Linked DNA regions of Mus musculus: regions 2, 3, 4, 5 and 6 are each linked to region 1. Evidence: chromatin contacts called from public Hi-C, HiChIP or PLAC-seq and promoter capture Hi-C data. All regions are on one chromosome and are shown on one strand. Each heading gives the region's core, a stretch centred on a gene start, on an enhancer-like site or on the middle of the called end of the contact. The rest is flanking DNA. Distances are from core to core; before and after follow the strand shown.

The links. A called contact is a pair of places that touch in the nucleus more often than the background predicts. HiChIP or PLAC-seq counts read pairs in DNA pulled down with a chosen protein or histone mark. Capture Hi-C pulls out chosen DNA fragments and counts their contacts.
Region 2: a contact with region 1 is called in an HNF4G HiChIP or PLAC-seq map of pancreatic cancer cells. The contact joins the promoter of 1110051M20Rik here to the promoter of Dgkz in region 1. A contact is called at or near these places in 1 of 39 promoter capture datasets (liver) and 1 of 115 datasets of contacts at active chromatin or transcription factors (pancreatic cancer cells).
Region 3: a contact with region 1 is called in an H3K4me3 HiChIP or PLAC-seq map of forebrain, with 4 times the contacts expected there. The contact joins the promoter of Mapk8ip1 here to the promoter of Dgkz in region 1. A contact is called at or near these places in 2 of 39 promoter capture datasets (cranial neural crest and neural stem cells), 10 of 115 datasets of contacts at active chromatin or transcription factors (VIP interneurons, acute myeloid leukemia, embryonic basal ganglia and 7 more) and 1 of 9 other capture datasets (embryonic stem cells).
Region 4: a Hi-C map of natural killer cells shows a contact between it and region 1, with 4 times the contacts expected there. The contact joins the promoter of Pex16 here to the promoter of Dgkz in region 1. A contact is called at or near these places in 7 of 39 promoter capture datasets (the 3T3-L1 cell line, cranial neural crest, embryonic stem cells and 2 more), 4 of 484 Hi-C or Micro-C datasets (CD4 T cells, natural killer cells, nephron progenitors and 1 more), 19 of 115 datasets of contacts at active chromatin or transcription factors (the NIH/3T3 cell line, acute myeloid leukemia, craniofacial prominence and 14 more) and 3 of 9 other capture datasets (adipose tissue, liver and macrophages).
Region 5: an H3K4me3 HiChIP or PLAC-seq map of bone marrow-derived macrophages shows a contact between it and region 1, with 3 times the contacts expected there. The contact joins the enhancer-like site here to the promoter of Dgkz in region 1. A contact is called at or near these places in 1 of 15 datasets of contacts at CTCF or cohesin (the NIH/3T3 cell line), 2 of 115 datasets of contacts at active chromatin or transcription factors (bone marrow-derived macrophages and microglia) and 1 of 9 other capture datasets (macrophages).
Region 6: a promoter capture Hi-C map of liver shows a contact between it and region 1. The contact joins the promoter of Arhgap1 here to the promoter of Dgkz in region 1. A contact is called at or near these places in 9 of 39 promoter capture datasets (the C10 cell line, the HPC-7 cell line, cranial neural crest and 6 more), 5 of 484 Hi-C or Micro-C datasets (embryonic stem cells and muscle stem cells), 12 of 115 datasets of contacts at active chromatin or transcription factors (the HPC-7 cell line, bone marrow-derived macrophages, embryonic limb bud and 6 more) and 5 of 9 other capture datasets (adipose tissue, embryonic stem cells, liver and 2 more).

What each region holds. Positions count from the first base shown.
Region 1 is chr2:91,948,496-91,952,625 of GRCm38.p6, reverse strand. It overlaps Dgkz (diacylglycerol kinase zeta), which reads left to right and starts at 2,278. Exons shown (of 32, transcript NM_001166597.1): 1 at 2,278-2,405.
Region 2 is chr2:91,442,363-91,446,492 of GRCm38.p6, reverse strand. It overlaps 1110051M20Rik (RIKEN cDNA 1110051M20 gene), which reads left to right and starts at 1,779. Exons shown (of 9, transcript NM_175123.5): 1 at 1,779-1,924. The coding sequence starts at 1,879.
Region 3 is chr2:92,399,297-92,403,426 of GRCm38.p6, reverse strand. It overlaps Mapk8ip1 (mitogen-activated protein kinase 8 interacting protein 1), which reads left to right and starts at 2,164. Exons shown (of 12, transcript NM_011162.5): 1 at 2,164-2,398. The coding sequence starts at 2,301.
Region 4 is chr2:92,372,996-92,377,125 of GRCm38.p6, reverse strand. Pex16 (peroxisomal biogenesis factor 16) reads right to left here and starts at 1,887. Exons shown (of 11, transcript NM_145122.2): 1 at 1,451-1,887; 2 at 1,220-1,255; 3 at 423-499. The coding sequence starts at 1,562.
Region 5 is chr2:92,271,530-92,275,659 of GRCm38.p6, reverse strand. The region is part of intron 6 of Phf21a (PHD finger protein 21A); the gene reads right to left. Among named protein-coding and RNA genes, the nearest start is that of Mir1955, 82 kb to the right of the region's middle. Within about 2 kb of position 2,064, at least 61 of the 459 cell types and tissues checked have an H3K27ac peak or open chromatin away from gene starts, as enhancers often do. A contact at or near this core is called in bone marrow-derived macrophages and microglia, where this site is marked.
Region 6 is chr2:91,648,460-91,652,589 of GRCm38.p6, reverse strand. Arhgap1 (Rho GTPase activating protein 1) reads right to left here and starts at 2,472. Exons shown (of 14, transcript NM_001359970.1): 1 at 2,338-2,472; 2 at 767-826. Zfp408 (zinc finger protein 408) reads left to right here and starts at 2,799. Exons shown (of 5, transcript NM_001347175.2): 1 at 2,799-2,886; 2 at 3,165-3,439. The coding sequence starts at 2,841.

The sequences.
Region 1 (4,130 bases), core at 1,029-3,528:
TTTCCAACAAGAAATTTGAGTTTGAGCAGAACTCAGAGTTTTGGAAACTTTGTATCTCCCTTGTGATGGAGAGAGTAGCTTTCCCAGACAGGAAACTGTTAAGAGCAGTAGAGACCAAAGGTGATGATGTTTTGATGTTTTGTGAGGAAATGTATCAACCTTTGGAAAAATCAGTATAGCTTAGTACCACAGTGGTCTACACTGGCTTACACTTGTTGTTACAAAATGCAAGATAGCCCTGTAACAGGGCAAGCCTATGTCCCTAGCTGTTGAAAGAGGCCAAGGTAGGTGTTCACGTGAACTCAGGAGTTCCAGACTAGCCTGAACTACTTAAAAATAGCCCACCCCATACCCCCCGAAAGAAAATCATAACCTTGCAAGGTAGAACTTCATGTTTATTGGTAGGGTTTGGCACCTTGTACTGACCTTAGAATTAAGCCTTGTCAGCCTGCCCTGGTGCACACTAGTTTAATCCCAGCAGAGGCAGAGGCAGAGGCAGAGGCAGAGGCAGGCAGATCTTTGAGATAGTTTGAGGCTAGCCTCATAGTGAGTTCCAAGACAGCCAGGGCTACATATACATAGAAACCCTGCCTCAAAAGAAAGAAAGAAAAACAGAGAAAGAACACTGGTCGTGTTTTCTCGTGATGGCATAGAATAGCCGTAGTTATCTGGAAACCTGGTGAACTGTCCTTCCTTCCCTGACTTCACACACAGTGAGGCTCGCTCCTTCATGCTCCTCCACCAGGGCAGCCTGGTGTCTTGTGCAGGGACTTTACTTCGCAGGAACCAGCTGCTGCTAGAAAACCAGATATTAGGTTTGCAAAAGCATAAACTATGCCAGCATGATGGCTCAGCAGGTAAAGGCACTTGCCTCCAAGTTGGACTGTTGAATTTGATCACCAGGCTTCACATGTAGTCGGTGGCACTGGCACACATAGGACAAACAATAATGTTTTTAAGTTAAACAGTGTCTTTTTACTGATTTTGTTGTGTTTTATGCAATATTGTTCTCCCTCCCTCTCTGCCTTGCCTTCCCTTCCCTTCCCTTCCCTTCCCTTCCCTTCCCTTCCCTTCCCTTCCCTTCCCTTCCCTTCCCTTCCCTTCCCTTCCCTTCCCTTTCCCCTAGACAGGGTTTCTCTGTGTAGCCCTGGCTGGCCTAGAACTCACTATGTAGACTAGGTTAGCCTTGAACTCAGAGATCCACCTACCTCTGCCTCCTGAAAGATTAATGCTCTTAAATTTAGATTCTATTTGGTTAAGTCTTAGTGCCTATCACCTGCTCCCCAGACAAAATCCTTCTAGGAGTTTTAGAAATTATTATTTCTGGCTGGGTGCTGGTGGCGCACGCCTTTAATCCCAGCACTTGGGAGGCAGAGGCAGGCGGATTTCTGAGTTCAAGGCCAGCCTGGTCTACAGAGTGAGTTCCAGGACAGCCAGGGCTACACAGAGAAATCCTGTCTCGAAAAACCAAAAAAAAAAAAAAAGAAAAAGAAATTATTTCTGAAAAATGGGAAGTGCTTCTGGATTCGGGTGGGAACATGAGCGTAGGGGTTGGGAGGGGTTGGCAGGTGTCACACCGGCTGATCTCTCCTAAACATTCTTCTACTGGCCTGAACCCAGGCAGCTCAGCAAGGCCCCTGACCCCCTTGACAGGACCAGAAGAGCCAGGCTCTGGAGTCTTGGCTCAGCTACTCCTAAGACAGGAGTCACAGCTCCCAAGAGCCTCAGGTGCACCATCTGTTCAGCAGGGACAGTGCCTCCCGCACAGGGGAATTACCAGCCTCTTGGCTAATAATGTTGGTGAGAAAAGGCTGTCTAAGTTGTGAAACACTCAATAGATAATTATTTTTGTGGTTGTTTTGTCTGGAACCAGCGTGGTTAGCTGGCTAAGACCCTGTAAAACCTGTCCCATGGACATAGGAGGACAGTAAGCAATTGTCTCCTTTTCCTTAAAAGGGGGGCCCACTCCTGCCCTCCTATATACCCCATCTCCCCTGTGCAGACACTGTGTGGGCTGGCCTGTTACTGAAGGAAAGAGTGTATTGATGGCTGTCACTCGGCCTGGCTTGGGACGACGTGGGAGAGAGGTGCCAGGAGGCCAGGCTCCTGTGCTTAGCGTGTGCACCGCCCACCCTCCCACCCACCGCCTGCTGCCTGCCTGCTATAGGGCCAGGAGCCACCACTGGGAGAGGAAGTGCAGTCGGTTACCAATTGGGCTATTTTCATAACGGTTGTTGTCTCCGGCTTGGGGGAGGAGGGTGGTGAGGGGGAGGGGGCAGCGGAGCCACTGCAGCTAGCTGTCCAAACTAGGACTTGCTCTGCAGAGGCCGGCAATCCCAGCAAACTGGAGCAAGAGCAGAGGCGCCTGGGACCCCAGTCCCCACCTGCTTGTCCTTCCAGATCAGGTCAAAAGGGGGGGGGGTCCTCACTCTTCCTTAACTCCTGCTCCCTTCTGTGACTGGGTGGATCTGGGGAGGGTAGATCAGGGCAGGCCCAGGCACCACCATCTCCAGATAAGGGCTTCCCTGCCAGCCCCCCCTCGGTCTGATGGAAAGGAGCTGGGCCTGCTGGGCCCCCCACGCCTGGGCAGGCCCTGAAAGAAATACTTGGCTCTCATTTAGCTCTCTTACCCTTCAGCCCTGGCCCACCCATTTACCTGCATGTTGTCCTTGTGTTTGGAGCAGAATCTCTTTAGTGAGGAGACCTGGTAAAGTCCGCACCCTGCCTGATCAGCCCAGGCCAGCCTAGACGAGCTGGCTGCCTTCCCAGATTTCCTCTCTTCCCCCTGACCCCTGGGGCTGTGGGAGCCGAGCAGCCAGGGCTGGCTTCTGGCAAGCAGTCCCTCCGACCAGGCAGGCCTTCATTCTGGGACTGGTAGAGAACAGGTGCCCTACCCAGGCCAGCCTTCATGGAGCAGAGGCCTTCCCATGGCGTGAAGTAGCTACTGTGGCAAGACCCAACTGGTGTCCTGTGCAGGTCCCTCTGGAGGCTGAGGGGTCCCGGAGGACCCGCCTCATGCCAGGTGCAGAGGGCATTCCTCAGGAACAGACGCCCGGGTGGCATGGCTGTATGGCTTTCTTCCTCATGTGGTGAGCGGTGGCCACCCTGGGCACTCCTGCTTCCTTTTCTGGGTTCCCACCCCCGCTGTGGGCAGAAACAAACCTCAGGAGGTGGCACGACCATAGGCCCTGCGGTTCTACCGTGTCCTAGGTCTGCCAGGTAGCATCAGGTGCTTTCTGTGCATCCTTGCAGAGTGACCCTCATGCTGGCCTGTGGTGGTTGGACCCACCTTGCACATGGAAAAGTAGATGGGTGGCTAGTTGATCTGCTGAGGGTGTGTAGTGTACATGCTAGGTTCCTAAGTGCTTGCTTGCTTACTTACTTATTTATTTACAAACATGTCTCATGTAGCCCAGGCTGACATTGAACTTGTATCCTTCAAGATGGTCTTGCCTCCTGCCTCTGCCTCCCAAGTGCTGGGGATTACAGGGTCACACCACTATACCAGGTTTTTCCTAGTAGCCAGCATCAAATGTGAGGTGGTTTGGCTAGGGGCCAGCGGCCCTTCCTAGCAGGTGGTTGAGGAAGCATGTGGCTTGCTCATGCCGTCCCCCCATCTCCCATACGCCCTGCCCTCATCAGGCTCTCAGAGGCCAGCTGGAGATTAATGTGGCCCTCTGAGACATTTTTATATTGTCCTCCTTGAGTATGGCTGGGTGCCCCAGACAAGCCCAGGAAGCCTAGGAGGCAGCCATTTTGCTGTGCTGTCAGTGTGAGAACCTTCTAGGGCCTCCCCCAAGACAGTGTGGTGTGTGGAGGTGATAAGGGATGGAGTGAGAAGAGGTGACCACTCAAGCGGAACCATGGGAGAACTCCAGACCCAAACAGGGCTTCTTTTGTTTGCCTGCCTTTTAGTTAAGTTAGTTAATTAAGATGGGGGTCTCACTATGTAGCCCTGGCTGTCTTGGAACTTGCTTTGTCAACCAGGTTAGCCTCAAAGTCACAGAGAACCACCTACCTCTGCTTCTGAAGTCCTGGGACTAAGGGAGTGAACTTCCATGCCAAGGTTTTGTTTTGTTTTGTTTTGTTTTTCCTTTTGCATTTCTTTTTAAAACAGTTGTAGCCCAGGC
Region 2 (4,130 bases), core at 530-3,029, 510 kb after region 1:
CTTGGGAGTAAGACAACATGGTCATCGTTAACAAATACCATCCTAGAGATAGGGTTGTAGCCAGTTGATAGAGTGCTTGACTAACATGGCTGCTTTCCATACCAGCTTCAAATAAAACAGACTTGGTGTTCCATGCTTATAATCTCAGCAATCCAGAGATGGAGGCAGGGGGATCAGAAGTTCAAGGTCATCTTTGGCAACCTAGTGAGTTTCAGGCCAGCCTGAGATATGTAAGACTCTATCTCAATTTTTAAAATTTTATTATTACTCTATTTACATTACAATAATAATAAGCCCAATATGAAAAATCATTAAATTTCTATACCCTCAAGCTGCATGGAGGAGGGGTAGAGGAAGGAGAAGTTAATTATTTTTAACAAAACTTGCAGGACTTCATATCAACAACTACCAACCTGGAAAATTCATTACCTCAGAACACCAAACACTGTCCCTTGTGTGGCTCTGTCCCTTTCTCCTTACCACATCCAAATTCAGAGTGACTCACAGGAGCCTAGAATTGAGACATATATACAAATTTAAGGGAAAGGGAGAATTACAAGGTCTGAGTAGCTCCTTTGGGGAGACTAAGAATAGGCCCCTCAGAACATAAGAGAAGAGCCTCCTCTTTACTTACTCCAGTGTAGGTGGTCTGTGGGATTCCCAGTCACTCCTTTGATGACATCAATTTCGTTTTCTTTCTTTGTCACAAAACCTCTCCTCTTTCGAAAACTTCTCCTTGTTGAAGGGGCAGGGACTTACTTCAAAACAAAACAAAACAAAACAAAACAAAACAAAAGTGAGGATCGAGTGGCTTTTTCTGCTAGGTTTGGACTGTGACACTGTACAGATCTCTTTCCTGTTCTTGCACAGAGAGAGGAGATAAGAAAATCTGGTTATTTGAAAAGAAAGGAATAGTCTTTCTTCTTCAGAAAGGATAGAGCTGAGGATATGTAATAAATGCTCTAGTTTCTGACCCATTTCCTTTGAGAAATGAAGTGACTTTGTAGGAAAAAGGAAAGGCACTTGGACAAGATGTCAAATAATAGGAAGTAGAAGCAGTCTCAAACGGCTAAAGGGAATTTGAGAGGAATGGTCATTAACTTACAGAGGACTTGATGAGTAGTTTTAAAAATTGCATTTTACCGGGTGTAGGGGCACACACCTTTAAAACATTAAAACCTCTGAGAGCTGCAGGCTCAGGCAGATCTCTTAAATTCAAGGCTATCCTGGTCTACACATCAAGTTCTAAGCCCGACTGGGCAATACAGTGAGACCCTGTCGAGATATATATTTGGGGCAGGGGATTTGTGGAGGTCAGAGGACAACTTGGAGGAGTTGGTAGGCTGTTTTCACCACATGGGGTCCCTTGGATTGCTCAGTGGCCCTTAGTAGTATCTCTATGCTAAAGACGTATCCCCGACCTCCAGAAGCTGCCAAGATACAAAGAACATTTTGTACCAACTTGAAAGAGTAAATCCTAAAAGTGATTAATAATAGATAATGAGATCTCAGTGTTAGGCGAGGCCATACATGATCATTATTGTTAGAATAAACAGAAACTATGAAATCCAGAAATTGCAGATATGAGCCACTGATAGTAATTCTTCAGCATCACAAAATACGACACATTCAGAGAATTTAATTCACAGATTCTAAAACCAAATCCCAAAAATAGGAGTTAAAGAAAATCAGACTCTAAGTGACTGCTTCCGGAACTTGTGTGATAGGCTCTACGTTGCCAGTCGGAGACTGTTTACGTGACACCCTCTCAGCCTTCTAGTTCTCCTCTGGCCGCCTGGGTGCCATGGCAACAGAGACAGGCTGTAACCTGGGTTCCGGAAGAAGAAAGCTGGAGCGTGGAAACTACCCGGTCAAAGGATGCTGAGTCCCGAGCGCCTAGCTCTACCGGACTACGAGTATCTGGGTAGGGGCTTTTTTCAGCGTCGGGAAAAGAAAGGAGTAATGTGTTAGGGGAAGGAGTGGGTAGGAGACAGGGGCGGAGCCTGAACGGTAGCGGGTCTGGATGGGACGGGAGGACAGAAAGAAGGGGTTCTAGGGCCTGAGCCTGAATGTAGGGCCAAACCTGGATGAAAAATAACATTTATGGAGTAAAGAATGGCTGAATTATATGGACTGGCTCTCAGGCAATGAGGACTGCATTCTAAGTAACACAATTAAGAATCTGAGGCCCCAAACAAGGCTATTATTGATAGGTTTGTATTGACGCAAACTTGGCATCTGAAATGACTTCAGTCATTTTGTAAATAATAATTTTGCCTTCATAGTGCACGGTTATTTCGAGCTTTTCATTTTCATTAGGCATTCTGCACGAGGTAAGCATTTTGCATGCAGCATTATCATAGAAGGGATTGCTGTGTTTGCTACTTTACAGATGGAGACACTAAGGCTAAAGAGACAATTGCATAAGACCTCATACAGTTAGTATTAGGATCAGATTTTCCCCTTGCAGAACTTGACCTTACCCTTGAGCTAAGGCTGTGTGGTACTAAGTACTGTACTTTGCTAAGCACCCTGCAGTGAGTGTGTAACACATTTACTGTATACGTTTGTGTATACACTTATTTTTTTAAAACATTTTTTATGATATTTATTTTTTATTTATATAAGTACACTGCAGCTGTCTTCAGACACACATTAGAAGAGTGCATTGGATCCCATTACAGTTGGTTGTGAGCCACCATGTGGTTGCTAGAAATTGAACTCAGGACCTGTGGCAGAGCAGTCAGTGCTCTTAACCGCTGAGCCATCTCTCCAGACCTTGTGTATACACTTATATGCACACATACACATTTAAAAGTTCATAGCTTAAACATTTAGAGTAGTTTTAAACTTAAAGAGGACTGAGCTGATAGTAGAGTTTTTTCCCTCTGTATCTTCTATTTAGCTTCTATTATTAATTTCTTGTGTTAGTGTGGTACATTTCTTGCAACTGAATATTAGCTCAGTGTGATTACCAACAGCCTATAGTTTATATTAGGGTCCACTCTTTGTATTGTACAGTTTTCTGGACTTGGACAAATTCATATTCTCATATATCCACATTAAGATGTAAAACAATCTTTTCATGGTTAAAACTCCTCTGTGCATCCCCCATTCATTCACCCCTCTCCTTGCTCCTTTCCTTTCCATGACTGATCTTATTGACTTCTAAAGTTTTGCCCCTTTGAGAATAATGGGAATCATTCAGTGTATAAGCTCTTCAGATGGCCTCTTTCGTGTTTCAGTAGGTGTTTAGGTTCCCCCTTGTCGTTTTGTGTCTTGATACTCATTTCTTTACATGGATGAATAACATTTTATTATATGAATGTACCATACACATTTTAAAATAAAATACAACTCTGTATACATATTTTGTTTATGTTTTGAGAATTGATCTCACTATGTAGCCTTGGTTGGCCTTGAACTCACAGAGATCCTCCTGCCTCTGTCTACCCAGTGTTGGACTCAAAGGAGTGAGTTTCCAGACCTGGCAGATGGTTAAAATTTCTTGATCATTTGAAAAGTTGATTCAAAATTGTTTTTTAAATAAAAAGATATTTATCTTGGGGGATGGAGAGATAGCTTAGCAGTTAAGAGCTCTTGCTACTTTTCCAGAGGAACTGAGTTTGGGCTGTAGCACCTACCTACCTACCTGTGACTCCAGCTTCAGAGGACCCAAGGGCCTCTTCTAACCTCTGCATGTGTGTGTGTACACACACACACACACACACACACACACACACACACTGAGGAGGGAGGGAGGTGGAGAGAGACAGAGCGAGTGTGGGAGACCTAATTGAATAATTAAATAATTTTTAAATACAACAAAATGGATGGCTCCTGAGGCATGGCACCCAAGGTTGACCTGGACTACACACACACACAGTCACACATACATACACTCACAGTATCTTTCTCATACCTGAAGTTGTGTTCATACAAAAGAAAAAGGTGATAAAACAACTTCACATTAACTGATGCACATAGTGAGAAGTGACTGCAGCAGGAATCCTGCTGGATGAAACTGGGATTAAAGCCAAAGAACTGAGTTATAGCAGGAAGTGTGTCGGGACCAGGAGATCACAGCTTTTGTACCCAGTGGTAGCTGCTTCCTATGGAAGCATTTTCTT
Region 3 (4,130 bases), core at 915-3,414, 450 kb before region 1:
AGTACTGAGTAGCCTGTTGAGATCCAGAGTACTGCGTCCATTCTTTATAATGTGCTAAGAAGGTATGTGTGCCCTCTAGACACAGTTAAGGAAGCTACTGCCAAGCCTGAGGCCTGGATGCTGGCCCTGTCTTGTACCATCTGGCCAGAATGCCGTGCACATGGGTGTTCCTGGTGCGAGAGGGGCTCATGCAAAGCCAAAGAAAATCACAGTCTGCTCTATAAACAGAAGGAGAGCTTTACTCTAGGGCACATCTCATTCCTGGCTCTGCCTCCAAGCTTCTGCTGGCCTACTTTCTACTAAGACTGGCCTCCCTCTCTGGGCTTCTCATGTAGCTTTGGCGTGGCTGGAGAAGCTGAGATACCTTTGTTCTTGAGCAGAGGTTCTATGAGAGGGAACTGTCCTACATACTCACACACTTCTGACCTCCTGGGGATGCTGCCCAGTGGAGACAAGCACACATTAACCATGCTAATCAGGCATGGCTGCTTTCCTGGGAGGGAGGGAGGGAGGGAGGGAGGGAGGGAGGGAGGGAGGAAGGTGCCTTAACAGCAGATGGTTTGGGCAGGGCCTCCTGTGAGAGGCCTGAGCCAGAGCAGAGAGTTAAAGTGACCAAACCTTTACCTCTTGAAGCATCAGTGGCAGGGAGGGGAGAGGCAGCCAAGGCCTCTGGCTTTAGGTTCTGGAGTGTTCTCAGGGCTGAAGCAGGGAGATTGAGTACTACAAGGTAGGTGCCTACGCTTCTTGCTGGAAAGGGGAAGGAGGCAATCAAGTTTGCACAGACTGTAGAACATTGGTCTGTCCTGCTCCATTTATGTGAAGGGCAGGGTCTGTGGCCAGAGGTGACCTGGCAGGGAGGCTCTCTGAGCCACCAAAAACGGGGACTCGAGTCTTGGTAAACGGTGTTGTGTGAGAAAACCCAATAGAGAACCAGGAAGAAAGCACAGCTAGACCCAGAGTGGGTGCAAGGAACAGAAGCAACCACAAAGCTCTCAAGAATCCGGCCCTGGGGATGAGGAAGGTCCTAGGCCTTAGGGTAGGAGAAGCCAGTTCAGGACTGTGTGAGTGCAAAAGGGGTGCTAGATAGAAAACGCAGTGGGAAGACAGGTGCTGAGAACTGGGCACAGGAGTTCACACTAATCCCCCAGTTTAGCAGGAGACTCAAGAAGATTGTCATCAGTTCTTAGTCAGCTGAGGCTACATGGTAACTTCCAGGACAAACTGGAAATGAAAGAAAAACAAGTGATGGGGTAGTCCTGGCATACAGAGGCTTCACAGGGCTAAGAAACCAAAAGCATCACTCAGGTTATCAGGGGTGGTCAGGGCTCAAGGGGGTCTTTGCTGAAGGAGGCAGAGGCAGGAGGATCACGAGTTGGAGGCCAGCTTGGGCTACACATTTTTAGGCCGGGCATGGTGGCGCACGCCTTTAATCCCAGCACTTGGGAGGCAGAGGCAGGCGGATTTCTGAGTTCGAGGCCAGCCTGGTCTACAGAGTGAGTTCCAGGGCTATACAGAGAAACCCTGTCTCAAAAATCAAAACAAAACTAAAGGGTGGGTCTTGATAGAGGTGGCCTTCAGAGATTTCTGCGGGAGGTGATCCCAGTGCACAGGTGGGTGTTCCCAGCTCCCAGGGACAAGTATTTCTATCGTTTTTCTTCCTCCCCATGCTCATGGAGGGCTCATATTCCATTTCACACATGGGAAAGACAAGCCTTGGAACTATGAGGTCACTAATGCAATTCTCCACTGCCTGTTCACTTGTGGAACCAAGCTGTGGTCTTAGGTCACCTGGCCCCATAGCTGACTGCTCTTGGACCCCACTCCACCACCATCTCTCCTTTCTCAGCCATCTTCTGTAACCCTTTTCCTACCCCAGTTGCTGTGGAAGGCCAAAGACGGACTTGGGGAGCAGGATCTTGCCATCCGCTGATGCCCTCGATCTAGGTCCAGCTCTGAGGAGAGCAAAGCTTTGCCAGTGCTTGGAATGTCCCTGGGATGTGTAGGGAGGCCGAGGGGACCCAGGGCCACGGGATCGAAGCGTCAGCACTTCGGAGAGCGCCGGGGCGGGGCGGGGCGGGGGCGGGGCCACAAGACCCCAGCCGGCCCGGGGGCGCGCGCGGGGCGCTCTCGCGGGGGCCGCAGGCGAAGCGGCGCGCTGTCCGGAGCCGCGCCCGCCCCAGCTCAGTCCGAACCCCGCGGCGGCGGCGGCCTCCTCCACGCGCCTCCGCTGCTGCCGCCGCCGCCGCCGCCGCCGCCTCCCGCGCCGCTCTCCGCCCGGATGGCCAGGGCTGCACCCCGGAATGGCGGAGCGAGAGAGCGGCCTGGGCGGGGGCGCCGCGTCCCCACCGGCCGCTTCCCCATTCCTGGGACTGCACATCGCGTCGCCTCCCAATTTCAGGTAAGGATCGAGGCCCGGAACCTCGGGATCCTTGGAGACCCTGAGGGCGGCGTCCTTTCCCGGCCGAGCCCCCAGCCCCCACAACCTCCAGTCCAGGTTGGTGGCCACCGCGTGGCCCCCCGCAGCTCCTTCTGCCATTCCGTGTCATGGGGTGGGGTGATTGAGGTGGATCTGGGGCAGGAACCTGGGAGGTCGCCTTTCCCCTCCACCTTGGCGGGAGTGGGTCTGGGGTTTGGATGGAATTCCCGGTGCAGCAATCCGCCCAGACTTTATCCTGCCGCGTTCAAGGTATCTAACCCAAGGTGGAAGTAGGCTAAGGGGTTGGGGGCCCAGAGGCCCCAATTCAAAACCCTTGGTCCTTTAAGAAGAGTCGTGAACCCCTCTCCCAGCTAGCTTGGCCAGATGGGTCAGATTGCTAGGCGATCTTGGACAGGGTCTTCTGAATTTGGGCAGCTCCCTGGTCAGTTGTATCTCAGGACAGGTGCAGAAGGATTGGCCTCAACCAGTGAAACCCAATTTGCTTGAGGGAGGGGAATCTGCCTGTGGATATCCAGGGATACTGTTGGGGGGTCCCCACTGTGTAAAGACTCAGGACACCGAACTGAGCTCCTCTTTGACCCACCCCTCCATCTGATGTTAGACCAGGTGAATGAATTTCAGAGATGTAAGGCATGATGTGTTGAACCGGTGACTGTCCTCTCTTCACCTTTTCACACACATACACACATACACACACACACACACACACACACACACACACACACACACACACACAGAGAGAGAGAGAGAGAGAGAGAGAGAGAGTGACGAAGAAGAGAAGGGTGTCACTGCTCCAGAATGTAGAAGCTGAGACATACCTCATTGTTTCCCCATCAGGAGCAGGCGCCTTTCTCTCTCCTGGGACCCTTGCTCCAGCCAGGCCCCAGCTGGGCTCTGGCGCCAAGTTGTCATCTATTGAAGGGGTCTCTAGCTCCCAGGTCCTCAGGTGGGCAGACACACACACACACACACACACACACACACACACAGACACACACACACACACACACACACACACACACACACACACACACACACACACGATCTTAAATGGTATGATCAGGCCCTGAATCCTCCAAGGAGGCCCTAAACCCAGCTGAGAGAACCAGAAGGAGGGGGCCAGAGGATGGTTCCAAACCTGAGGAAAGCCTCCAGGCTAATGCTTCAGATTCTCCCTGGTAGGTCAGGCCTTTGCAGGGGAAGAGAATTAGCTGCGAGGGACAGAGGTTCGAATCCTGTTTCCACTGCTTCCTCGCTGCCTGATCCAAGCTTGCTTTTGTCTTTGGTCTCATCTGTGGAGTGGGTTAATTAATATTGATTCCTGCCTGGGAAGGAGACAGTATGCACCAAGTCACTGTTCAACAGGTAGCCGGCCACACTGGCAGAAATCTGTACAGCTTGTTTCTGTCAAAGTGTTTCTCCAGGGTAGTTCACTGAACCTTCACAACCATCCTGAGGGCCCACCCTAATCTGCCCTTTGCTGAGCTGAGGCGATGGAAGATAAGGAAGGCAGAGGGGCTAGCCTAGGAACCACAGAAAAATCTGACTGGAAGGTCAGGACTGGAACCTGAAACCAGGTCTCAGCCTTCTCTGTTCCCTCTCCCTATAGGCCCTATCTCTGGCCCAGGGTAGGCTCACACCCTATTCTGGCAGGAAATTGTTTATCATACAGGCCCGAGAAGCCAAGATGAAG
Region 4 (4,130 bases), core at 638-3,137, 420 kb before region 1:
TAAAGTGTACTCATATATGCAAAATAAATAAACCTTAAAAAAAAAAAAAGACATCTGTAGGATTTAGTTTGTTTTTTGGAGACAGGGTTTCTGTGCGTAGCCCTGACTGCCCTGGAACTCACTCTGTAGAACAGGGTGGCCTTGAACTCGAAAATCCGCCTGCCTCTGCCTCCCAAGTGCTGGGATTAAAGGCGTGCACCACCATTGCCCAGCCTTGTTTTTTGTTTGTTTGTTTGTTTTATTTTGTTTTTTAAAAGAAAAGAAAAGAAACTTCATGCATGAGACTACCAACAATTGATCTGCGGCTCATGTGGGCATGCCTCACTCTCTGAGACAACGACATGTACCACACGTGCTGGTCATTACTGTTTTCCTCCCAAGTCCCTGAGCTTCCCACCCCCAGCTCCTGGCAAAGTTCTCACCACAGGCAACTTTTTTCGAAGCTCCTTCCTCAGGATCCCGTCATTGAGCAGCACCAGCAGGTTCGAGGCAGAGTACACTGAGAAGCAGATTGTGGTCTTGAGAGGCCGGCCCTGCTGTGGCCTTCACCCCTCTCACCCTTACCCCAGAGCCCTACCGATCACAGCTACCCACAGACTGTGTGGAAACCAACAAGCCTCTCCGCCCACTACCTCAGAGCCCCATTCTCTCCATGATGACATCTGAGCCAGTAAGAAATGAGCTGATTGGAGTGACAAGCCAGCCCTTGCTCTGCTGGACAGCACTGGTTACTGAGCTGCTCAAAACTGCCTGTCATGTTCCAAACAGCCAAATGTGTGGTCCCACCAACTCATCTTTGCTCTCTTCAGATGGTCCCCCCTGAAGGACTACATCACACCTACCTTTCAAAATCCCCCTCATCCTTTCATGATCTTCACTACCCCCACTAAGCAAACAGAGCCCTTACAGCAGGGAGGTGGGGGCACTTGAACACTGGTCCTGACATCAAGGACTTTTCTGAACTTGTATTCCTTCAGCTAGACAGAACAACAGTGCCCTTCTCATACTCATAGGTCTGATGAACTAGCAAGGTCAGGAAAGTTGCTTAATCCTAAGCAAAACCAGGAGTGAGAAGCCAGTCAGAGCCCTCACAGGTCGCCCAACTCTGGGGACACCAACTGTCTTGGGCGATGGACAGCTGATCTAGAGGGAAGCTCAGGACCTTCAATCAAGGTTCCGCTGGAAGCCTTCTCCCTCCCCAGCCCAGAGTCCAACTTACCCAGTTCAGACAGCTCGTGTGAATCGGAGAAGCGACCTAGGGAAGAAGGTATAGAAGGCGTTGGTGAGCGTCTGTTTTACCCTGCGGCTTTGGGTTCTCTAGTTTCCTCTACGCCACAGGAACCCAGACAGAACTGAAGCACCGCGACCACTACCCTGGGTCAGCAGGCAAAGAGCCATAGGGTTCCTGGGTCAGAGTCCCCAAGAAATGGGTCAAAGGTCAGTGTGGCACCTGCCAGCAGGTAACTGAGGCCCCGCACAGCCGTCTCCAACTGGGCCGTGGCGGCTGGATGACGAGTCACATACTCCTGGTAGCGGAGGCTCAGGAGCCGTAGCTTCTCCATCCTGCTCTGGCCACTGACAGTCCCACCGGCCGACAGCAAGGCTGGCAGCGGCGCCCTGCGTCCTGAGCCCTCCTTCCTGCTTCCGGCCCTAAGCCCGCCTCCCGGTTGCTCAACTTCCGCAGCCCAGGAGGACTTAGACCCGCGGAGCCCCTGAACGCCCCTTCACCCCATCTCTAGCGCCTCCTCCCCGAGACCGGGAGCTCCCACCCTCCCTCCTTCCAGCCATTGGCTCCTTCTCTCTCCGCCCTGAAGCTCTCTAGAGCTTCTGGCACCCGATCTGCAGCCTCCTTGGTTGGCTGTCTTGGCGCCTGCGTAGTTACAACTTGCGGGCAGGCTGAACAGTTCATACTAGAGAAGGTACTAAGGAGCCTCAGACTTTCTCAGAAGATCGCCGAGAGCTCGAACGGGAGGGTCGGGAAGCAAAGAGTTTGGGATTTAAGGCACAGGGAACCTTGAAATTGTCGTAAATAGGTCTCAGCAGCCGCCAGTCTCGAGTTTTTCACAAAAGCCAGTGCCGGGTTTTTGCTGGGGCAAGCCTAACCAGCAGATTTAGAACAGTGGCTTCGGCTCCAGTTTCTTCAGAACACATGGACCCCCAAAACCCGTACCCGATGACTCCCTCCTTGGAGAATACCCTGGCCTATCCCTCTGCTCTCCGTTTAGGGACGACCCTGCGCATTAGCTTCCCCGATCTGCACCTCGGGTTTCCTCATCTACAAAATTATTTGGGCCCGACTTGGACCTTGAACTCGGAATGAATCCCAGCGTTTTCCGGCCCTTGGATGCACTTCCAGGTTCTAAGCTGGCCTCCAAGAGTTGGTGGAAACTCCTATGGCTCCATTCATGAACTGAGCTGCAATGCTGTCAAGGTGCTGCAGAAGTGGAGGGAGGGAACCGTTCCTGGGAGGCAGTTGATTGGCTGTGGGAAGAGGGGGCTTGGCAAATCTGCGCCATTGCGGACTCCGCCCGCGAATTTATGGTATATAAAGAATTGTAATACATTTAATACCCTACCAGATATTATCTTTAGACAAGGACAGAATATGCCGTTACGCCCATCCACTATATTACGTGCATGTACGAAAATGTCATAATGAAGCTCATTATTTTAGTTTGCATGTTTTGAGACAGGATCTCACTGTGAACCCCTGGCTGGCCTCAAATGCATAGAGATCTGCCTACGTCTGCCTCCCAAGTGCCGGGATTAAAGGCATGTGCCAGCACAAGAGACAAAGCACATTGTTTTGTACAATTAATAAAACACTAATAAAAATTCTCATTAGAGAGCTGGAAAGATGGATTCAGGAGTTAAGAAATGCTCGTTTAACCGGGCAGTGGTGGCACACACCTTAATCCCAGCACTTCGGAGGCGGAGGCGGAAGCAGAGGCAGGCAGATTTCTGAGTTCGAGGCCAGCCTGGTCTACAAAGTGAGTTCCAGGACAACCAGAGGTACACAGAGAAACCCTGTCTCGAAAAACCAATAGCCTGAGCCAGAACCAGGCGGTTTAAGCAGCACACTCACCAGGAATTTAAGGCACAGGGAATGAAGTGTCCCAACATGCCACCACTTCCTTCCCTTTCTTTGATCCATGTGGAGCCAGGCTCCCATTGTTGCCAACCACTCGTGCCAGCAAAGATTCAAGGAAAGGTGCGGTGAGCCTCAGAAGAGTCTGGTATGGGAACTGTGGAAGTCGTTTTTCACCCTGTCCTGAGGCCTCACGTGCTCCTCACCCTACTGGCAATTGTGATGGCTCGATCTTCGTTGATGGCTTGGTGGGTTTGGAATCGCTGTAGCAACAAAGCTCCGAGTTTATGGCAACACATCCATGGTTGTATTCCCAGAAACACTGAATCTAGGGGCCTCGGTCTGGATGTTTGTATCCTTATCGCTTGGATTAGAGTCCTGAGCTGAAGGAAAGAGAAAGCAAGCCGAGCACCTGCGCTGTCTTCCTGTTGTTTCCGGACTGTGGCTACAATGTGGCCAGCTGCCTCTGGCTTAGGAAACTACGGCTTCCCCGCTAGGATGCATTGTACCCTGTAACTGTGAACCAAAATAAATACCCACTTAAGCTTACTCTGCCAGGTGTTTCTTTTGTCACAGCCATGAGAAAGTAAGTCATAGTCAACCCTGTCCGATTGGTGGGAATTCTTACACAGATGAAGCCCAAGGAGGCCCAACCACTTATTTAAGGCTTCTGGCAGTGTCCTCTAGCCCATGACACGATGAGGCAAGCTTGGCTTAGGAATTGGCCTCAGGAAGTCAATGAGTTTACTGCCTTCTGGGCCACTCCTCCAGCCCTCTGCTGCCACTGAAGTGAAGGTGTATGTGTTTGTACTTGTGTGTGCATGCCGGCAAGTACTTAGGTGCAAGATTTCATCAGATGGTCTTTTGTTCTGGGAAGGAAAGAGGCCCTGGAGGACAGAGTGGTCCATCACCTCCCCTCCATATCCCAACAGTGAAGAGCTCATCTCTCTAGGAGAGGGGACTGGGTCCAGCCAGGCTGGCAGCAACAGAGCTGCCTGATTTTTTTTTTTCTTCTTCTAGATCTGGAGGCTGATTAGGCTCC
Region 5 (4,130 bases), core at 815-3,314, 320 kb before region 1:
GCTGACGACCATGCTGGGCACACATATGCCACCCTGTGCAGGTAGGGGTCAGAGAGCTCTATGGATTCTTTTCTCCCACCGTTATGTGGGTTTCAGGGATCGAACTCAGATCGTACGACTTAAAAAGCAAGTGCCTTTACCTGCTGAGCCTCATTAACTGATTTTTTTTGAAAATACAAATTTTACTGTGTACATTTCATGTACAAGATATAAAACACATGTATACAGTAAAATGGTTACTGTAGTAACAGATATGAACACGTCCATCATTTACCTTACCAGCCAACCTTCCAACACAGCAGTAATCTACTTATATCAAGCTATCCTGAATGCAAGACACTCCTATTAACTATAATGCTCACTGTTAACCTCATTCTACATATTTGCTCCTTTGTACATTTCTCCAGTCACTTTTAAAAAAATTTTTTATTGCTATATATTATCATTAGTCTACTCTCTGAATGTACCTAAAAATAATTTTTAAACAGCCTTGAATGTAAAACCAGAAACATAAATTTAATATTTTCAAACAATTGTATCATAAATAACAAAATCAATTTTCACTAAAAATATAGTGGCACAAGTCTTTAATCCAAGCATTTGGAGGATTTCTGTAAATCCAGTCTAGCCTGGTATACATAGCAAGTTCTAGGACAGCCAGAACTACATACACCTTCCCCCCCAATCAAAAAGTGATGAAATATTTTATGTTCTCATTCAACTATTTTTAAATCTTTTTAAGATCACATTTTAAAGAACTTGAATATTTTTTTCTTCCATACAATAGAGGGAAAAATAGGGGAGGGGAAGATAGGAGGAGAAAGGGATGAAGGGAGAGGAGAGGAATGAGAGGAGGAAGGAGGGAGGAGTGAGAAGGGAGAGGGAGAGATTCTAAGAACAACTTGTACTCTGGGCAAGATGTGAAGGAAATGGGGGTAACTGATCAGAGAGAATCCTGACACACCTGTATTTTCTCTCAGGTCAGTAACTGACACAGCAAACAAGATAGAACCATGAAGAACTCCAGTGCCAGAGTTCTCGGAGGACTAGCATGTCAGGCAGTACTGAGCACCTAGCGCACAGTCTATCAGGGAGCACATGAGCTCAAACCTGCAGAATTATTTCTTCCTGTCATGTGGCCATTTCAATCAATGCCTGATCCTGAGTTTTGTTCTGCAATACATCCATTCCAAACTCTCCTCAGCAAGTCTTTTGCCTCCTGCCTGTGTCAGAAACATGTTTTCTTAGTTCCCAACTGCAGTAATAACTGAAGCTACCCATCTTTCTTTGTTGTTGTTGTTGTTTTTTAATACTTTTTATTAGGTATTTTCCTCATTTACATTTCCAATGCTATCCCAAAAGTCCCCCATACCCTCCCACCCACTCCCCTACCCACCCACTCCCACATTTTGGCCCTGGCGTTCCCCTGTACTGGGGCATAAAAAGTTTGCAAGTCCAATGGGCCTCTCTTTCCAGTGATGGCCGACTAGGCCTCTTTTGATACATATGAGCTAGAGTCAAGAGCTCTGGGGTACTGGTTAGTTCATAATGTTGTTCCACCTATAGGGTTACAGATCCCTTTAGCTCCTTGGCTACCCATCTTTCACAGGCCTGCCAAGTTCATAATCAAGAAACCACAGTTTGGACTGATATGTCACTTCCTTGGCTAAAACAGACAGACAGACAGACAGACAGACAGACAGACAGATAGACAGACTGACTCAGAGCTGCAAGCGTAAGAGAAGGCTAGTGGGAACTATACTCTTTAGGAGAGAAAAGCAGCACAGACGTACTCTGTCTAAAGCAGACACATGTGGAAGACGAAAGGCTGTGTGTTTCCTCCACTGTTTGGGTCTCAGGCTCTCTTCAGATTAATAGGTATGGAGGCAGGTCAAATCCAGAGCACCTGGCTGGGACTCTTTTCCTCTGGTTTTAACTCTGAGACCAAACACTGTTCAGAAAAGTACTCAGTAATTTTTTCTCTTCCAGAGACTTTATTATTAGCACTCTATTCAAAGTGAAAGTATCCCTGAATACTCAGAAGCGACTCTCACTCAGAATGAGACATGAATGCCTGATTAAAGCTAGCAGCAGGTTTGAGGTCTAGATTGTAATAGGGTCACATAGCTACCCAATTTCCCCAAATGCACAGCTTTTTGTTCGTTTCTACACCAAAATAAAGACAATAGTTTTATTTGCTGATTGCCAAATCAGTCAAAACCTGATCGTAAATGCTGGTTTAAAGAAAAATGTTTGGGCATAGAGGAACAGCTCAGCGTCTGAACACTCCACACTGTGCATGGGAGCCTGGGTTCAGTCTCAAAACTCAGATGAAAAAGGTTGGGAACTGTGCCAATCTCTAGCCGTTTCTCAAACATGGACTGGCTGGCACTGGGGTCTAACTTAGTAAGTCTAGAGCAGTGGTTCTCACCCTTCCTCATGCTGCAACCCTTCACTACAATGCATGCTGTGGTGACCTGCAGCCATAACACTATTTCATTGCTACTTCGTACCTCTAACTTTGCTAGTTATGAATCAAAATGTAAATATCAGATATGCAGGATATCTGGTAAGTGACCCCAAAGGTCTCGACCCACAGGTTGAGATCCACTGGAATAGAACACCATCCATTATCCTTAGGATAACTGCAGCTGCATAAAATGAGCATCTCACAGAAAAACAGAAATGTATTTTCATTTAAATCTTTTCTTTTGGTGCAGAGGACTGAAGTTAGGGCCTTGCATATACCAAACATTCATGATCAGAGTAAACAACACTCCCAACCCAAAACTAAAGACAAAAACACTGAAATCAATTTAAAATGTAGATTTCTATTAGCCAAAGGGCTGCACAGTCTTATCATCTGTGGGCATTGCTGCTCTCCAAGTACACGAACTGTTCACAGAGACAGGACTGCTCAACACAGCACCTGCTTTGTAGCACAGCTGGCCTCGAGCTCTCAAGCTTCTGGGCTTAAGTCACCTAAGCACTGGGATCAGTGCCAAGCCACACCACCACATCTTCACATTTTTAACAAGTTTCACAGGCAAAAAGAAATCCACTTCATTATCATTATTCTTTGATTAGTGAAACTGAATATCAACTATATACTGAGCATTAATGACATGTGTCATCTATCTATCTGCAAGCCACTTCTCTCCAGTTGTATCGTTCTCTGGCTTGTAAGAAAACTACTTCTGAATTTTTCACTCATTTTAATTTACGACTTTACTACATATGTACCTGCAAACTGTAACTGTGTGTGTGTGTTGTTATGGATTGAACCTAGGGCCTCACAACCTCATACATTAGCCAAGTTCTCATTTCAACTACACAGGTCCCAATTATATTTTAATAGCTTTTAAGTATCCTTCTGTAATTTTAATTTTCCTCCAGTATTGCAAAATTCCCCATGATGATTAACAAATCTGTAGTTCATTCATTTTTCTTTTGTAACTGTAGTATATCATTTTACTCTAAAAATATACCACAATTTATTTGTCAAAAGATGCTCGGATTGATTCTGTTTCAGCTATTATGAAAAAGTCCACTGTAAACAAGTCCCTCTGTGCATCACTAAGGGCACCTCTAGAGCTACCCTGTCCAGTACAGTATCTGTTAGCCACATGTGGCTATTGAACATGGAAATGCGGCTATAGAAAATGAGACATGCTACAGGTAGAAAATACAAACACCAGGTTAAAAGACTTTGTAAAGAAAAAAATGTAAAACAGCTCACAGGAGACTTACAATGTTGATCATATGTTGAAGTATTTTAGATTCCAGAATTTAAATTAAGTATTTAGATTTAAAATTACAGCGAAATAGTACATTTTATAAAATATGTAGTTAAAACTGATGATCATAACTTAAAATGACTCCTACCTATTTTCTTGTTGTAACGCAGCAACTAGAAAAGACTACTTTACATTTGCAGCCACACTGGACAATGATGCTCTAGAATAAGACACATAGGTGCACATTTCAGATTTGCTACAAAATACAAATGCTGCTCCCCATGTGGCAAACCAGCCACTAGTACACAGGATTCTCAACTCCATATCAATAATTATTGTTGATATTATGTATATTTACTTTGCCCATGTGGTAAAACAATATCTCATGGTTTT
Region 6 (4,130 bases), core at 1,223-3,722, 300 kb after region 1:
AACAGGAGCTTCTAACCATAGGTCTCAACCTATGGGTCATAACTCCTTTTGGGATCAACTGACACTTTCACGGGGGTCGTCTAAGACCAGTGGGAAACACTGATATTTACGTTACAACTCATTACAGTGGAAAAATTACAATTATGAAGTATTGACAAAAACAATTTTATAGCTGGGGGGCATCATCACAACATGAGGAACTGTATCAAAGGATCACAGCATTAAGAAGGCTGAGAACCACTGGCTGTTATAGGACAGAGTCCAGCAACCTCCTCCTGCCTAAAAGTCTTCTCTCCATTCCTATTCCTGCCCAGGCTCAAGGAGTCCTGGATCTTCCCTCCCAGCTACCCCAGAGAATTCTTTTTGTACACAGTAAGTACCGGGTATGATAGAAAAAGCAAGAAACCAAGACTATGGAAAACTGGGTTAGAGTCCCGACTAAGCTGAGGACTGCAAAGATCGCAGACAAGTGAAGCGCCTTTCCTGTCTGGCCTAAACTTTGCTCATCTGCAGAAGCAGAGGCTCCTCCCTCCCAGAGCTGTGCCTCTCCGTGCTCAGAAGCTTTTCCTTTTATCCTGCTCAGAAGCTGAGCTATGTGCAAGGGACAGAGAGGGAGACTATGGAGAAGAAAGCTGAGCTCAACCCCCACCTCTGTCCCTGGGAACTTCTCTCTGTCAGTGCAGCTAGAGCTGACCTCCAACTCCCACATAACCTCCTTCGCTAGTAAAAGCACAGTAGTGCCAGCCAGCTTCCTGGCCGCTCTCACCTGCTTCTGGTGCCTTCTGGGAGCCGGATGTTTATCTGCTAGTCAATGGGTAGATGAAGCCTGAGAAGGGAAATTCTAACATAAAATGGTAGAAATGAAATATATCTGCCACCTGCAAAAAGCCACTCTCTCAGATTAATATTCCATTTGGACCAGGTAAACCATTTACCTAGAAAGTATTTAAAATTCACTTCAGGCGCCGGGCGTGGTGGTACACGCCTTTAATCCCAGCACTCGGGAGGCAGAGGCAAGTGGATTTCTGAGTTGGAGGCCAGCCTGGTCTACAGAGTGAGTTCCAGGTCAGCCAGGACTATACAGAGAAACCCTGTTTCGAAAAATAAAAAATAAATAAATCAAATTAAATTAAAAAAAAAATCACTTCAGGCAAAGGCTTTGACTTTTGTAAAACAGTGATTCTCTCTCTCTCTGAAATTCTTGATGTTTGTGGACTTTTTCACTAGGAAAAATGAACAGATCCATGGAAACCTTGCATGCATTTTAAAGATTTCACAAACCCCCTGTTATTGCTTAAGAACCTATTTCAAGGGCTAAGTCCATAGCTCAGTGGTAGAGCGCTTTGCCTGCATACACAGGGTCTCTCCAGCACATGCGCGACAAGAGAGCGCGCGCGGGCACACACACACACCAAAGCAATTTATTCAGAGTGATGCACATAGCACCAGAGTTTATTCAGAGTCTTCACATAGCAGACTGTCATTAGCTGAATGAATGAATGAATGAATTTCATAAGTGGAGAAGGAAACGGATATTTGTACTATGAACTGGGCACAAATTCACCTCACAACTGCACTAGTAGTTCAGCATATGCTATAAAAACCATTTTACAGTTTGAACAAAAAGCGGGGGGAGGGAGGGAGGGAGCAAACTGCTACAGATCATAGAACCCAGACGCAGGATTTTAACCCACAAGTTCCAGTTTGAGGTGTTCTCTAGGTTAAAGTCAACCCCCTCAACAGTGATCTTAAGTGACTGTCGGTCACAAAGTTCACTGGGATCCAAGAGGCGCCACGAAAGGGCAGCCAGACTTCTCAGGGCAAACTGAAGTCACAGTACTTGCTGGTGCTGGAATCAGACTGTTTTGTGACTTTGGAAAAACCCAAATCCTACAAGGCTGCAACTCTAAACTATAATCATGTTTGCATAGAGTCCGAAAACAAACAACGAATGGAGTGTATTTCGTTTCACAAGAAAGTGAGATGAAAGCACGGCCTATCAAGTGACAAGGTGGATCACTTCCCCTGATTTCTAGCTCTCAGTGCTATGCCAGATCTGATCAGGACGACTTCTCCCTCCCTCCCACCGGCTTGCTCTGGCTTGGCCTATGCCTTGCAGAGGGAGGGCAGGAACAAGTCAGAGAAAGTGGCTGTCTTCTCATTGCAGGCGCCGAAATGGGAAAAATCCCGGCAGCGAAGAGACCCAGGCCCTCGGGCCCAATTCCACTCCCGACCCACTGCCTCGGATTTTCCCCTTTCCGACCCAATTCCTTCCGTTGACCAGAGCAGCTCTTCCCCACCACCACGCCCAAAGAGACCCCGCGCTCCGCAGCTCACCTCGTTCCGGCAATGCTTCCTCTGCCACGCCTGTCAAAGCTCGGCAAACATCCGGCTCCGAGATGGGAATGGGAACCGCCCCCTCGGGGGCCCCCAGCTCCCCAACCACTTCCGCCATTTCTTCTACCTACTTCCGGCTTGCTGCCCGGACCAAACAAGGCTTTCTTGGTGCTCCGCCCACTTCCGGCAATCACCTGACAAAATGTGAGGTTAATTAGCCGAGCTGTCCGACTCGCCGCTACCTAAAGTGAGTGAGTTGGGTTCCGCTTTTCCAGATGCAGGAAACTAGCGGGCCTCTGAAATCCTAGGTTCGTATCGCCCATCGGACAGGGTTTTATCTGTCAAGTACTTCCAAACTCCCAGGTCCATCCTTCAATGATGCCTAACCACCCGGATTCTTCCTTGAGCTTAAATTTGAAAATCAAGGACTGTTTCCGGGAGGAACCGGGACAAAAACGCTCACTTCCGGTAGAGGGGAGTGGCGAGAGAATCTCTGTCCCACGATGAAGGAGGTGGAGGAGGTGATCTTGGGGAAAATAGAGCCGCACCGTGAGTGACCTGCGATGTCTGCGACCCTCAGCCCTGGACTAGATGGCCACAGCGTTTTTCTAGTCAGCGCATTCCCTTACATCCCTTTTTCTCTTGAGCCTGGGATCCTGCTCCGGTGCCCTAAGAGACTAGACTCCCTCCCAACCATTCAAGGGCCCTACTAACTAGAACCTTGCTAATCCCTCGGACTCTTGGGTCATAGCTGACCCTGTACCTCTCTTTCCCCAACCCCACGCCTTCATGGACCACTCCTTTACTGCCTTCCCGTCTCCCTGCAGCCCCAGAGCCACCCCTGGGCCAGGATTCAGGATGGAGCCCTTCCGGAAAAGGCTTTGCTCCGGGCCTCAAAGCCTGCCCGCCGGGTACGAGCCCTGCCATCCTTGTTCTAAGGAGCCTCCCCCAGGGCTTGGCCGTGGGCCCCTCGAGATCCAGGAATCAGCACTTGGGGGTCTGGTGTGTAGGAGCACCCCTGCAGCCCGGCCTGCATTGGGGACCTCTGGAAGATGAGTCCGTCCTGGAGAAGGGCGAGGGAATGAAGACACCGCACGAGGAGGTATTGAGGAGTCGGACATCTGTCTGAAAGTTTGGGGGAGGTTCAGACATTTCCGGACAGCTCTTCCAGTTTGTTAGAAGCAGGATATTTTCAAACTCGAGAAATAATTGTCCCTTCATTGCAGCGCTGTCTTGCTCTACCTAAGCAGCAGTAACTAAAGCAGATGCAAAGAAGTTGTGAGAACCTGAATTCCTACTGTGTTGGCAGAGACAAAGGTCAGAAGCTAAGGTTACCAGGATCAGATTCAAACCTGTTAACTAGTTAGCTAAATTACACACCTAATATTACTCACCTGTAAAAGAAAGTTGTGGCTGTTACCGAGATCCTTTGGAAGACCAGAGGACACGATGCAAGCCAAATACGCCTGTGCTTTGTAAGCATTAGTAAGGATTGTTTAAAAGTATTGGTGCTCTTGCAGCGTTTTCTGTTTGGTATTTGCTGAAAGGCTGTGCTGTTTAGAGCTTTCCACACCTTTAAGGAGAGGTGAGTGGACTCTCTGGTCTTCACTGACTGAAGATATAAAACAGCACCATAGAACTGGGCGCGGTGGCACACGCCTTTAATCCCAGCACTGGGTGGGAGGGGGGCGGGGGGAGGCAGACGCAGAGGCAGGCGGATTTCTGAGTTCGAGGCCAGCTTGGTCTACAGAGTTAGTGCCAGGACAACCAGGGCTACACAGAGAAACCATGTC